3 separate regions of the Mus musculus genome follow, and all the other regions are linked to region 3. Evidence: chromatin contacts called from public Hi-C data. All regions are on one chromosome and are shown on one strand. The core of a region is the stretch at or near the end of the contact, and the rest is flanking DNA. Distances in the headings are between cores, read along the strand shown. Region 1 holds the start of Lca5 (Leber congenital amaurosis 5 (human)). Region 2 overlaps Sh3bgrl2 (SH3 domain binding glutamic acid-rich protein like 2). Region 3 has its middle 3.4 kb from the start of Gm2109.

What was found. A called contact is a pair of places that touch in the nucleus more often than the background predicts.
Region 1: a contact with region 3 is called in a Hi-C map of cortical neurons, with 1.6 times the contacts expected there. The contact joins the promoter of Lca5 here to the enhancer-like site in region 3. A contact is called at or near these places in 7 of 39 promoter capture datasets (the C10 cell line, cranial neural crest, embryonic stem cells and 3 more), 4 of 484 Hi-C or Micro-C datasets (cortical neurons, nephron progenitors, palatal mesenchyme and 1 more), 8 of 115 datasets of contacts at active chromatin or transcription factors (craniofacial prominence, embryonic basal ganglia, embryonic forebrain and 5 more) and 1 of 9 other capture datasets (liver).
Region 2: a Hi-C map of the N1E-115 cell line shows a contact between it and region 3, with 3 times the contacts expected there. The contact joins two enhancer-like sites. A contact is called at or near these places in 1 of 39 promoter capture datasets (cranial neural crest), 2 of 484 Hi-C or Micro-C datasets (the N1E-115 cell line and nephron progenitors), 1 of 115 datasets of contacts at active chromatin or transcription factors (large pre-B cells) and 1 of 9 other capture datasets (adipose tissue).

Annotation. Positions count from the first base shown.
Region 1 is chr9:83,439,586-83,443,910 of GRCm38.p6, reverse strand. Lca5 (Leber congenital amaurosis 5 (human)) reads left to right here and starts at 2,812. Exons shown (of 8, transcript NM_027448.2): 1 at 2,812-3,002. All of the region lies in intron 1 of Gm2087 (predicted gene 2087), which reads right to left.
Region 2 is chr9:83,555,408-83,559,563 of GRCm38.p6, reverse strand. The region is part of intron 1 of Sh3bgrl2 (SH3 domain binding glutamic acid-rich protein like 2); the gene reads right to left. Among named protein-coding and RNA genes, the nearest start is that of Sh3bgrl2, 9.1 kb to the right of the region's middle. Within about 2 kb of position 1,948, at least 72 of the 459 cell types and tissues checked have an H3K27ac peak or open chromatin away from gene starts, as enhancers often do. A contact at or near this core is called in the N1E-115 cell line, where this site is marked.
Region 3 is chr9:83,685,708-83,690,478 of GRCm38.p6, reverse strand. No RefSeq gene overlaps it. Among named protein-coding and RNA genes, the nearest start is that of Gm2109, 3.4 kb to the left of the region's middle. Within about 2 kb of position 3,493, at least 64 of the 459 cell types and tissues checked have an H3K27ac peak or open chromatin away from gene starts, as enhancers often do. A contact at or near this core is called in the N1E-115 cell line, cortical neurons, embryonic basal ganglia and 3 more, where this site is marked.

The DNA.
Region 1 (4,325 bases), core at 1,563-4,062, 250 kb after region 3:
CCAGCTGCACTATGATGCCTGAGCAAGTGGTGCTGCCACTGGTGAGGGGTGGAGCCAGCTCTGGCCAAAACACTGGAGTCAATGGTGAGGGGTGGGGCTGGTTCTAGACAGCCCTTGGATATCCATGTCATCCCCATAGGCTGCCTCCACCAGGGACTTCCCCGTGTTCTCTAGTGGTGATATGAACCATAGCCATCAACACTGACCCCTGAAACTGTGTAGCCATCGATCCAGGCATGATCTTCAGTGGCAGCTCAGGCTGGGACCTCACCATGGCCTCAGGAGGTGCCACTGGCCATTCAAAACAGGCTACTCCTCTCCACCCTTGAGTCTCCAGTCCCACCTCTCTTCACAATGCTCAAGCTGTTCCACTTCTCTTTCCCTCGCTTCTGGCCACAACATATTTGTACATCGTGGTTGTTCCCACTGTAGGATGGCCGTGCGGCCACCAGGCCCCTGGTTACAGCCTCCATCTCCCTGCATGGCGGGGGCAGCAAGTGAGTGTCTATGGTCTGCCTGTGCTGTTCTCAGGAAGGGGTCTGTGGATGGCGTAGCGATTGCAGGGCTCTTTCTGTCTTCCCCCTCTTTCGATGTGCAGCTTGGTGGTAGGCAGGGCTTTGTGGGTCTATGGCCTACATATGCTGTGGGGTGGAGGGCAGGTCTCTGGGTATCTTTCTCCTGCCCCTACCTTATGGCATGGCAGAATGCAGGTCTGCTTTCCTCCTCCTGTGCTGTGCTGCCTGGATTTGGTTTGATTTTTGTGTGTCCTAGGCATAAAACAGCTTTGGCTACTAAGCCAGGCATCAGGCTAGGGATGAAGAAAGGACTGCCCTCTGCTCTGCCCCTGACTGGTAGAAGAACAACATCAACAAGGTGTTTCATTGCACAATGCCCGGGGGGCGGGGGGTTGTTTTTTTTTTTCTTTCTGTTGTTTTTTGTTTGTTTAAGACAAGATCTTGCTATGTGTATAGCCAAGGCTAGGAGTTGATATATTCCTGTCTGAGGCTCACACATTTTGGATCATATCTGTCACACACAACTTTTTAAAAGAATGGTATCTTATGAAAAACTGAACTTTTGTTGAGGATGATCTGCTATTGTAATTATAAGATTATATGCACGTATATATATATACATACACACACATATATATATGTATATGTGTATATATATATATATATATATCTTTATTGTCTGATGTCAGGAAAACTATGTCTACCTCTGGCTAGTAAATGGTTTGAAGGTTCTAACAAGTCCTTCTGATTCTGCAATAGTAGTTCCCTCATAGGAAAAACTGCAGTTTCTTAAACATATGTAGAAATGGTTTTTTTGTGTGTGTGTGTCATTGCCATAGAGCATCAAACATGGCAAAGTCCTGCAGGAAAAAAAAGGGGGGGAGGGGCATTCATTGGCCAATGGGAGTCTGAAGCACTGTAGTAACAGGAATTCCTGTGAGACTAGAATACAAACCCAGAGTGCCCAACTGTGATTAGGATTCATCCCCAAACACAATCTTTACAAACGGCAGTTAAATATTTAATGCAGTTAAATAGTTTCAATTAGTAAAAATATTAAAATGTGGTTTGGTAGCTTCAGTTCTTTTTTCCTGGAAAGCTGTAACCTGTGTAGTACACAGTGAAGTGAAATGGTATAATCAGAAAACTGAAGTCCTAATAAAAATGGCAGATCAAAGTCATGCCATGTAGAAAGGTGAAGTTATCATCACACTTGGGACAAATCTTTAAAACATCAATTTGGTAAAACTGGCTTTGAGGAACTATAAATTATTTTGGTTATTTTTTTTCAAGGTCAAATAAAGTAATTGTTATCTCTGATAGAGTAACACTGTGTGGTGTAATAAGGACACTGAAAATGTTATACACAATTAGGTATTTTGTTTGGGAGATTTCTAAAATTTTAGATACTTTTTTGACTTGCCAGTAATGCTATTACCCTGTTAGAGAAATGCTCTAAAGATGCTAGATTTGGAAGTTAATAGCCATGTGGTTCTATCCTGATCTCACCGCTTACTACCCCCTGAATCTATTTTCTGGAGTATAAATGACAGCAGGCTTCAATCGGGAACTGAACAGTCTTATTAAACGGTCTGGATGAGAAGCTCAGAGAGCGTCAGAGCCCCCGTGGAAAAGATTTTCTTTATAGCTTCTTTACCTACTGCAATTAATACTGCTTAGTGTGCACTGTCAAGTTTAAAAGAAAAATTAGCCATCTAGCTGCCCTTAGCCCACTGTCATGCACTTCAGAATATTTCCTTTAAAAACAATTCTTTGAAAACATAACGAGAACAAACGTGTTCTCATTATCCTTTAGCCCCAGATTTCCTTCAGAACTTAAAAATCATGCGCAAGCCATATTCAAGATGTGTTATCTCAAGAAAGTCCAGAACCCAGGCAGCAGTATCATGAAAATATCAAGTCCACACCCTCCTACACATCAATTTCAGCGGAACCAGAAAAGTACATTGATTTCTTTATAACGAAATCCAAAATATTCAGAAAAAAATAGGGCCGGTTTCCAAGGGTTTTGTCCACAGACCCTTTCTGGAGCCGGCGTCCCTCTATGAGAAGGGTTGGCATTCTTTCGGTCTGTCCTGGGTGCTGGGCTCCGTGCAACTGTCCTCGCGGGTCGCGGTTCCCCGCCTCACCGGCCCACCAATGGTTGATGCCTCTCTCCTCGCCATCCCGCCTTCCGATGCCACAATAACCAATAGAAATGAACGTATGGAGTCCAGTAACCAATGGGAACTGGGGGAGGCGGAGGCCGGTCCTCCCGCGGTGCAAGCTGGGCTTCTGCTCCGTTGCCCAGGAGCCGAAGCCGCCGAGCCGCCGCCCGCAGCCGTGGTCCCTACAGTGAGTGAGTTCAAACTCCCCGCAACCGCAGTCTGCAGCGTCCGGGTACTCTAGGTCTCGGACCGTAGCTGTCGGTCGGACTCGGGGATCGGCCGATGATCCAGGCAGGAGCAGGAGGTGCCAGCTTGGAGGGTGAGGGGCGGGCCTCGGATGAGAGAGGAGGTCTGCGGCCGGGGGGGGGGGGGGGGGGGGATGGACGTGATGGGGCGGGGCGAGGCGGGGCTGATCGGCGGATGCTTTGGAGAGAAGGAAGAGAAAGTTGAGAGACTGGGATTTGTTAGCCCCCTAAAGCAGAAGGAAAGCATGTGCAGACGGATCCAAAGAAGAACGAAGTTACCAGAAAGAAACCCCTGGAGACTGGTGTAGATCGGGATGGGAAAGGAGGGCGCGCGGAGCCTTTCAGAGACTCTGGAACAGTCTAGGATATTATTGTTAACACTGTCGTTAAAGGGGAGAGACACTTTGGTCCAGGCTGTGGATTATTTTTATACATCATTGAGGGATGGAATGGAACGAATGAAAGTAGTTAGCAAAACCTACCTGTTGGCAGAACTGAGTTGGGGTGGATGCACATGCCTTTTGTTTCGCGCTAGCTGAATAAGGGAACAGTGTTTCCCTGTGTGACCAGTTCACCTGAATGTAAATTCTTAGTCACTTCATGGGCTTGATACGTAATGGTATCTTTTGGTTGGTAACAAGTTGCTAGGGGCTGTATTTTTCCTCCAGAGAAGTGCAGTGAATGGTAGACACATTGTGAGGATTAATTTTACGGAGGTATTTGTACCTATATTTGGGTAAGTGGGGTGGGGGCGGGGTGTGGAGGAAGGTTTTATGAAAGTAAATTTTCTTTTAGGATTGATTAATTGTGTGTGTGTGTGTGTGTGTGTGTGTGTGCGCGTGTTTCCTGTCCTGGACCAGCTCCTGCCTGCACATCTCAATCCCGAAGTTTGAGGGTCTTAACTCTTGGCCCAAGCAGAGTAGGCTTGACCACATACACATGGATGCTCAACCGTGCGTTCAGGATTAGATAGATGTCTTTGGGATCAACAGTCATAACTTAGGGCTTGAGAGCTGATTCAACCGTTAAGAGTACTAACTACTCTCCCACAGGCCCTAGGTTTGATTCCCAGCAGCCACATGGCAGCCCACAACTGTCTGTAACTCCAGTTCCAGGGAATCCTACGCTGTCTTCTGGCCCTTCTAGGTACCAGGAACTGTATCCATGGCACACAGACAGGCGTTCAACAAAACACTCACATAACTAACTTACTAACTAAACAAGCACACAAATAATCAAATATAAGTAAGTAAATTTAAAAAGTCATTTAAATGGTGAGGGATCGGGTGAGAGAGCTACAGGCATCCAGGAAAAGGGTAAATGGAGGTTTCATTTTTCTCATTCTCATTAATCTGTATTCTTTCTAGTCTCTCTCCACACTCCAATTTTCTATTAGT
Region 2 (4,156 bases), core at 699-3,198, 130 kb after region 3:
TTGAGTTTCATGCCACTCAACAAAGCATTAAACAGTCCCTTAAGCTATTCTCCCTTCCCTTTAATCTGACTTCTTCCTTTAGGATAGAGACAGGAAATAGCATGATAACTACACCTCATTACTTCAAGGAATACAAATAATAAACACTGAGTCCCCAGGGACTTCCTACATGTAGTATAAATGGCAGGCACTATGACTGTTAGGAAGTCTTACCTTTCCACTTTAAACCATATTCCTTTTCAACAATTGCCAGTTCCTGCAGAAGCAGAACCTCTGCTTTCTCCTGCCCTATAGACACTGTGCCTATAACCCTAACCCTAACCCTAACCCTAACCCTAACCCTAACCCTAACACTAACCCTGCTGGAACTGCCCTTTGAGAACGCTGCTCCACCCCACTGGAAAGCTCAAGACCACACGCTCCAGTTACTCTAGTGAGCTTGATGGGTTAACACAGACCATGTTCTCCTAGTCTCCACTTAGGGGCTCTTCTGGGGGGGGGGGGTAACGTGGTAATGGGAAAAGCACAGGACACAAAATTAAAGGTGAGGCTTAGAACCAATGAGCTGAATGATACCAGTATATGTGACCACCCAGTGCCTTGATATTCTCATCAATAAAATTGGCATTAAAATAATCAGTTTAGAGGACACTTGGAAGGATTGGGGGCAGGGGGAAGCCTACTACATGGCTGTGTTCAGGTGAAAATTAATTCTTCATCTATCCTTTAAACATTACAGGCTCTGCAAATCAGAACACTATTCCAGGCATCCGTTCCTCCTGTTTCTGTGGTATTCTCCACAAAGCCCCCCACTCTCTACTTCTCTTACCGTCACCTACCTGCCCATCTAACCGGGCTGAAAGTATCCACCCTAAATTACAAAGGCATCTCAACTTCAGAGTCATAATTGTGAAAAACGCCTCCGTTGGTGTGAGACAAGAGCTGTTGCCACTTGGCCATCGAGTCTACCTGTGTCTCGCGTTTCTCTTCCCTGTTACTGATAGACTTGAAATGCTCTCATCTGTTTACACATCTCTCAAAGACACAAGAAAATGCAGTCTGAGACCTGGGAATAAGAGCTGGGACCCAGCCCAGATCCTCCTTCCTCTATGCCTGCAGGTCTCACCAGCAATCATCCATCCTGCTCGTCACAGACAAGACTCTAGCAGCGCTCTAGGAAGTCGCTGGCCCCTAAGCCTTGACGTCATTTAGGAAGAAACAGGACAAAGTCTCAGAAACTGTAAGTCAAACCAGGACTCTAAAGCTGGACATTTCAAGATATTTCATTGGCATATTAACCATTGCCATAGCAATAAGCATGTTGGGACAGTGAGTAGATATGGTCTAAATGACGGTACAACGTGTGAATCACCTAACAGTGTGAAAAAAAAAATCACGGCAGGACACCGTAATTGGTCTGTTTAGGGGACGTGTCCAAATCATATGTAATTTAAGTTCAAACAGAAAACCCTTTACACTTAAATTACTACAAAACTCTCCTAAAATTATCTCAAAACACACCCTCAGGCTAGCGTTACTCCTGCCCACCACTTGGGGGATGCTTAAGGAGCTCACATGGTTCAGGGTCATGGTTTTCTATCGCACCTATTACACGACTCCATCGCTTCTGAGGGCAACACAACGAGAATGACAGTGACCAGCACTGTGCATCATCCAAGCCCTCTGTGGGGTAACTCTCACAGCATCAATCTCATCTGTCACAAACCCTACATTTATAAACGAACGGCTGATGTCACTCAACTACATTAGTCTGTTTTCTATTGCTGTGCCGAAACTTTAACCACCACCACTACCAACCCCCACCCCCAAAAAAATACCCAGGGAGGGAAGGGGTTTGTTTCATCTCTGATCTTACAACTCTGGGATGCAACCTATCACTCGAGGCAGGAACTGAAGCAGAAAGTCTGAGGAATGCTGCTGACTAGCTCGCTTCCTCCTTGGAGAGGCTCAGCTCCTTTCATACAGCTCAGGCCCACACTCCTGAGCAGGCCGGATCCCCCTACTGCAATCAGCAATTTAGGAAATGCCCCATTAGCGAATCGTCTGGAGGCCATTCCTCAATAGCTTTTACACACACAGGCATGCACATATGTACCCATGTGAACACAACCCCCTCACCACCACCACCATGTAACTCAGGCTCCTGTCAATCAGGGTTCCAAACTTATGGAGGAGTCAATTCTCGCTCAAAGCAACACAACCGGCTGGCTTTGCTGTCTGTGCTGGCTACAGTTGCTTTGCTTTGTTTTGGTTTCAGGCTGGAATGCAGCAGTAGCTGCTGCCTTACATATGGCATTTACCAAACACCACTGATCTGACCTGTCAAGCAAGCTACTTCACTGGTTCTTTTATTCTCAGCCCTTCACTCCAGCTCCCTACATCCAACAGGGCAAAAAAACCTGCCACTTTCAAGCAAGCACTGGGCCACCACCCAGTGGGAAACATCCTTAGGCAGTCAGAATTGGCTGCTTCAGTCATGGTCAACACTGTGCTGTTGTTCTGGGAGATCCAAAGTAGTGCTGGTCCGGGGCCACCAAGGTCTACAACAATGTAGACACACCCTGATGCACACCTCACCCTGTGCCTGACCAGGGTCAGTTCCAGGAAACCTCTCCTTAATCTCAGGACTGGCCAGGCACTGAGCCAGTCCTGAACAGTCAGTCAGATTCCCTCAGGAATAAGCTGTCGTCAGTGGTAACAGATGGACAGCCAAAACTGTCAGATTTGGGGGAGGGGGCAGCACATGACATCGCAGGACAACACAGACCCTCACAAACTGCCTTTAGAGGTAGACAGGCCTGGAATTCAGCTTTTGGTCCCACTGCAAAGTTGTCATGAGTCCAGAAAGGAAACATTCAATTACATGCTTTTCCAAGTTTGATTTCTATTTTAGAACTGGGGAGTGGGAGGATAACCTAATATACAAGAGATAACACTTCTGAACTTTCAAATGATAGCCAGCTCCTAAGACCGCAGCAGATGCCAGCAGATGCCCCTGTTAAGGGAGGAGAGAGAGGGAAGCTGCTGGAACCCTGATTACTCAGTCGCTAGCTAGCTAGCTTAGGCCTCCCGTCTCCTCTCCTCCCTCCCTCCCATCTCTCACCAAGCATCCGCTAAACCCAGGCACGTGGGGATCACTGACCAGAAACCACTACTATAAACTATGGCAGGTTGTTAAGCTACAACTAGGAAGACGACTCCCATCCCCCAAGGCAAATGTCCATAATCAGAAGCAGAAATGTTCCCTAAGTGTTAATTTACTGTTTTGCATATATATTAGTCTGCTTCCCATTGTGAGAGCAAAGAGTGTAAATACATACAAATAGACATGTGTGTGTGTGTATATATATATATATATATATATATATATATATATATATACACATACTATATATGTGTGTATGTGTGTATACACATATTTGCTTAGAGGTTTGAATACTTAAAGTCCTACTTCAGGCTGTCCCTACAGTTCAGAACCCTATAACAAGGTCTGCTTCTCTCTGACACATCATGGTATTATGGTAGAAATGGGAGAATTCATAAGGTAAAGACAAGAACAAACTGGGGACCTACAACAACTTCTTTTATCCCTTCCTAGCACCACCCCCCAAGTGGCCATTTAACCCCTTCTCACTAAGTCCCATCACCTCTAGCAGCCTTAGGGACACACATCAAATTCCAAAGCAGAACAAAACACCAAAAGCAGATTTTCAGTGAATTTCTAATTAGGGAAGTGAAAGTTCTCTTTTGCATAATGGATAGGCAATATTAGGTCAATCCAAGAAAACTAATGAATGCACAGCGTGATTTAAATCTGAATGTAAGTGTCTCACTCTGCAGCCACAGTAACCCTAACCCCAGGAAATCAGTTCTCACCAAAGGACTGCCAAGGCCCAGGAAGGTCGCCTTCTGGCTCAGAGTTACAAACTGACCATTTTATGGTTTTGTTTGTTTGTTTCCCTAGGTATTCCAAAGATGATTTTAAGAATTGGATTTGAAAGATGGGGTAGTTAATTCAAAGACAAACAAGTGGGATTTTTATCATGTATATCTATTAGAAAGGAGGGTGAAGGAGGGTTTGGGGATCAAGAAGCTGATAGGGCATTCGATAAACTGAAAAGAAAGGCCAGACACA
Region 3 (4,771 bases), core at 2,244-4,743:
TCCTGGGCTCTTACAACTGGAACACAGACATAAGGATTCACAGATGAGGTGAATGGAGATCCATTAAAGTTCTTAGCGTTCCCTTCATCTTTCCTAAACCCAGACAGGGCTTCCCTCAGTGTCTTATGAGAAGGGCACAGGGTAATTATTCATCACGATGGTGCTGGGTAAGAGCTATTTTTGTTTTCTCTGTCTAGTATCTCTCCCACACTTAGTACTTTTAAAATTATAATTATTTTCATGTCTATGGGTGTTTTAGAAGGACAACTAGGATTCAGTTTTTGACTAATTCAATGGCATCGAGTTGGAAGAAAGACTTAATATGATATGAACAAAATCAGGTATTTCTTTCCTACCCAATTTGGAGCAGACACAACCCCCACTATCAGGTTTCTGGTTTGTTGCACACGGTTTGAACTTTATAGTTCACGTGTTGAATGGTTGGACCCAGCTCGTGGGCTTTATAGATCTCTCAAGTCTCACTCCCCCTTTCTTCCCCCTTCCCCTGCTTACTGCCTCCTCGGAAGCGAAGTGAAGATGTTTCTCTACCATGTGCTCTCACCACTAGGATTCTTCCCACAGGCATGAGCTCAAATAACCATGGGCCGAATCCCCTGGAACTGTAAGCTGCAGGGATCTGTCCTCCCTCAGGCTGTTTATACTGAGCATTTGGTCATATGATCAGAGTAACTAATGCACTCCCACAACCTCTCCGCAAACACACACACACACACCCCTCACACACTGTACACACCACACACACACACACATCCCCATCACGCCCCTCACACACTGTACATACACACCACACACACAAACCATATATACCATACACACACCATACACACTACACATACCCCATACATACACACACCCCACATACCATACACACATACACCACACTATCACACACACACACCCTCACACAGCACACACCATACACATACACATTACATACCACATATACACAAACACATCATACACTCACACATACATACACACCACATACTACACACATCATACACCCCATACACCCCACACACATACCACACATATGCACATACACATATAGACACACTTTCACCACACATACTCTCTCACACATACACTCACACACACATACACACACTCACACACCCATCACACATACACACAGTCATATACCACACATCACACCCATCACACCCATCACACCACACACACACACACACACACACGCCAAGTCACAATCTCCATTCCTGTTAATATTTGTATCTTCAGACCAGGTCGTGTTGCGTTAAGTGGGCCTGGCAGGACTTATAACTTGCTGGTTGCACAGATTTCTTCCTGTCCAGTGGTCCCTGGTGGTGGGAACATGGAGACTGAAGCCAGTCAGACTGTAGGGACACACTGACGTTGTCTAATATTCTCCTGGTCACATATAATTTCTGTGCAGTATTGCTGGAAGATGCTATTCTCAAGACACTGTCCTGTTGATTCTCACAGGATTCTATTTCTTCCATAGGTACCATCCCCACACATTCTGCAGTTTTTAAAGACTTACTTTTTATTATTTTTAAATTGTGTGTGTGTGTGCATTTAAGTCTAGGTGTCCTAGGAGGCCAGAGGTGTCACATGCCCTGGAGCTGGAGTTTTAAGCAACTGTAAGCCATACTAGGTGGGTGCTGGACACTCAATCCAGGTCTTCTGTAAGACTCTTAACCACTGAGCCCGTCTCCAGCCCTGAGCCCTGTCTCCGGCTCTGAGCCCTGTCTCCAGCCCTGAGCCCTGTCTCCAGCCCTGAGCCCTGTCTCCAGCCCTGAGCCCTGTCTCCAGCCCTGAGCCCTGTCTCCAGCCCTGAGCCCTGTCTCCAGCCCTGAGCCCTGTCTCCAGCCCTGAGCCCTGTCTCCAGCCCTGAGCCCTGTCTCCAGCCCTGAGCCCTGTCTCCAGCCCTGAGCCCTGTCTCCAGCCCTGAGCCCTGTCTCCAGCCCTGAGCCCTGTCTCCAGCCCTGAGCCCTGTCTCCAGCCCTGAGCCCTGTCTCCAGCCCTGAGCCCTGTCTCCGGCCCTGAGCCCTGTCTCCGGCTCTGAGCCCTGTCTCCGGCTCTGAGCCCTGTCTCCAGCCCTGAGCCCTGTCTCCGGCTCTGAGCCCTGTCTCCAGCTCTGAGCCCTGTCTCCAGCCCTGAGTCCTGTCTCCAGCCCTGAGCCCTGTCTCCAGCCCTGAGCCCTGTCTCCAGCCCTGAGCCCTGTCTCCAGCCCTGAGCCCTGTCTCCAGCCCTGAGCCCTGTCTCAGCCCTGAGCCCTGTCTCCAGCCCTAGGTTCTGTCTCTGGCTCTGAGCCCTGTCTCCAGCCCTAGGTCCTGTCTCTGGCTCTGAGCCTTGTCTCCAGCCCTGAGCCTTGTCTCTGGCCCTGAGCCCTCTCCCCAACGCTGTTGTTTATATGAATACGTGTGACATAGCTGACATTTTGTTTTCGTCACTTGACTTTTTCTCACAGGAATTCTGTTAGCTGGAAACAGCTGTGAGTTGAGAATCATTTTCCTGTTTTTCTACAAGTGCAAAGATTTCTGGTAGTATTCAGGCCACTGCTCAAGGGTGTTCAGTAGCATGCAGACTGCGTTCCTACACTTGCTAGCCCAGATACACTGTTCTGAGTAAATAGAAGAAAACATGGAGGAGGATAGGTGAAAAAAATTACCAAGACCTTTGGAGTGAAAATGGTCCCACACAGTATGCAGCGCCCAGTGACTTAGACAGCGTCATAGCATTGTGTCCTTAGAGTTGGGCACCGAGAGTGTTGGGAGGCAGGAAAGTGACAAGGATTTCCTTGTCTCTAGGGGTTACAGTTCTCTCCAGGACTGCTTGGCTCATCGTCTCCTCTTCTTTTCTGGATGGCAGCTAGTTACTGTTCCTGGGACTCAGGCTCAGTCCAGGTGGCACCAAGCCTCTGGCAGGGCTAGGCAGGCTTCAGGGACCACAGGGACCCCAGCAGCACTTCCCTAGGGGAAAGGGACGTCTCTTCCCAGACATCTGCTTTCGCTCTACGGTTTTGGTGCTTAACCTGTTTCTGGGACAAGCCTATCCTCGACTTATGTAAGCTCAGGTATGAAGGACTCTGTCCTACCTTAATAAGCACTGGAAAAGAAACCTGGCTCTCAAATCTCCAAGAGACCCTCTACGGCAGTGATTCTCAGCCTGTGGGTCATGACCCCCCTTGCTAGTTGAAAGACCCCTTTTCATACCTTCGCTCTGAGGGAACTTTTCAACAGGGGTTAGATGTACATCCTCTATATCAGATATTTACATTAGGATTTATAACAGTTGCAAAACTACAGTTATAAAGAAGCAATGAAATAGTTTTATGCTTGGAGGGTCACCACAACTGTGTTGAAGGCATTAAGGAAGGTTGAAAACCACTGCTCTGCTCTGCAGGATCTCTATGGCAGTGCATACAACCGGGACACTTGGCGCCTGTCATTCCAAACTGCCGTGCAGCATCGGGACAGGCACTGTCTTCTTCCCCCTGGACACAAGGAGAAGCCCTAGAGCGTCTCCTGGGAAGGCTTGCCACAGCAACCCTTCAACTCAGGCCATCCTTACGGCAGGAAGCCAAAATGACAGGAAGCACCCCCCCCCCCAGCCCCCGTTGCCAAGAGCCCGTTAAATCTTTGACCTAGATTCTGCGAATATTCAAGGAGAAAGCAGGGACACAAACGCTGGCTGCGGCTCACTTCAGTGAGTCCTCATTCCTCTTCCCATTTCATTTTAGCTGCGTTTGTTTGAGCAGCAGGTGAAGCGCCTTTCAAAAGACCGTCATCTCCGAGGGAAGTCATCTGTTTTACATTAATTGTCCATTAGTCTCCAAGCCTCCATCCATTACCATCCTCAGCCACTCATTACGGATATTGTGCCCGGGTCCCGCTGTCAGCTTTTCAATGCAGGGCTGTTTTCCTGCATCTGACTTAATTGCTCTAAGTGCCTGTTTCTCTGAGCGTACCAATTAATGTGGGCTTTCTTCTTGCGCTAGCTTGGACAGAAATGCCAAGGTGAGGATATTTCGGCTGCTATTTACTCTAAATTATTAGACTTTGCCTCCTTAAGCCCCTGCAGTGAATATTTTGCATCTATATCTTTGTATTTGTCTGACAGACTTCTAGAAACAATACGTTTTGAACAGACCTAGTTTTCGATGGTTAAAAAGGCACAGCAGATTTATAGTCCACCCACGTTATTGGGATGAGGGGTTTACGTTCCCTCTGCTCCTGATTAGTTTAAACATGTAATTTTTAAGTGCATGTAGCACTCAACACAACAGCTTGGATGAAATTGGCATTGTAGATAGGGGGAAAAAAATGAAGCTTTCATCTTTAAAATTACAGCTGCCAGGGCAGCCGCACAATACTTTAATTGCTATATCTCCCCAGCTATGACTGATCATCTTCCTCCACCCTTGTGCCTGCGTTTCTGAAAAAAAAAATATATATATATATAAAATGGAAGAGGATTACATGTAAAAAATCATTAAGATAAGGAATTGTCATGTTCCTAGAAAGTCTTGGTAGACAGGGAGCCAAGTGAAATTACTAGTTTGACAGGATGCTTTATAGAATAAACAAGAAAAACAGTAATTTTAGTTGGTAAATCTTAAAATTTGTATCATATTACATATGCCAGTAGTGAACTTCGGATTCTTTTCTCAACACTAAAGGTACTCAATTAATATAAATTCCTTTCATGATAATGTCTCCATAAAATCAGGCATCAATAGTAGCTGCTGACATTAATTGAGTTTGTT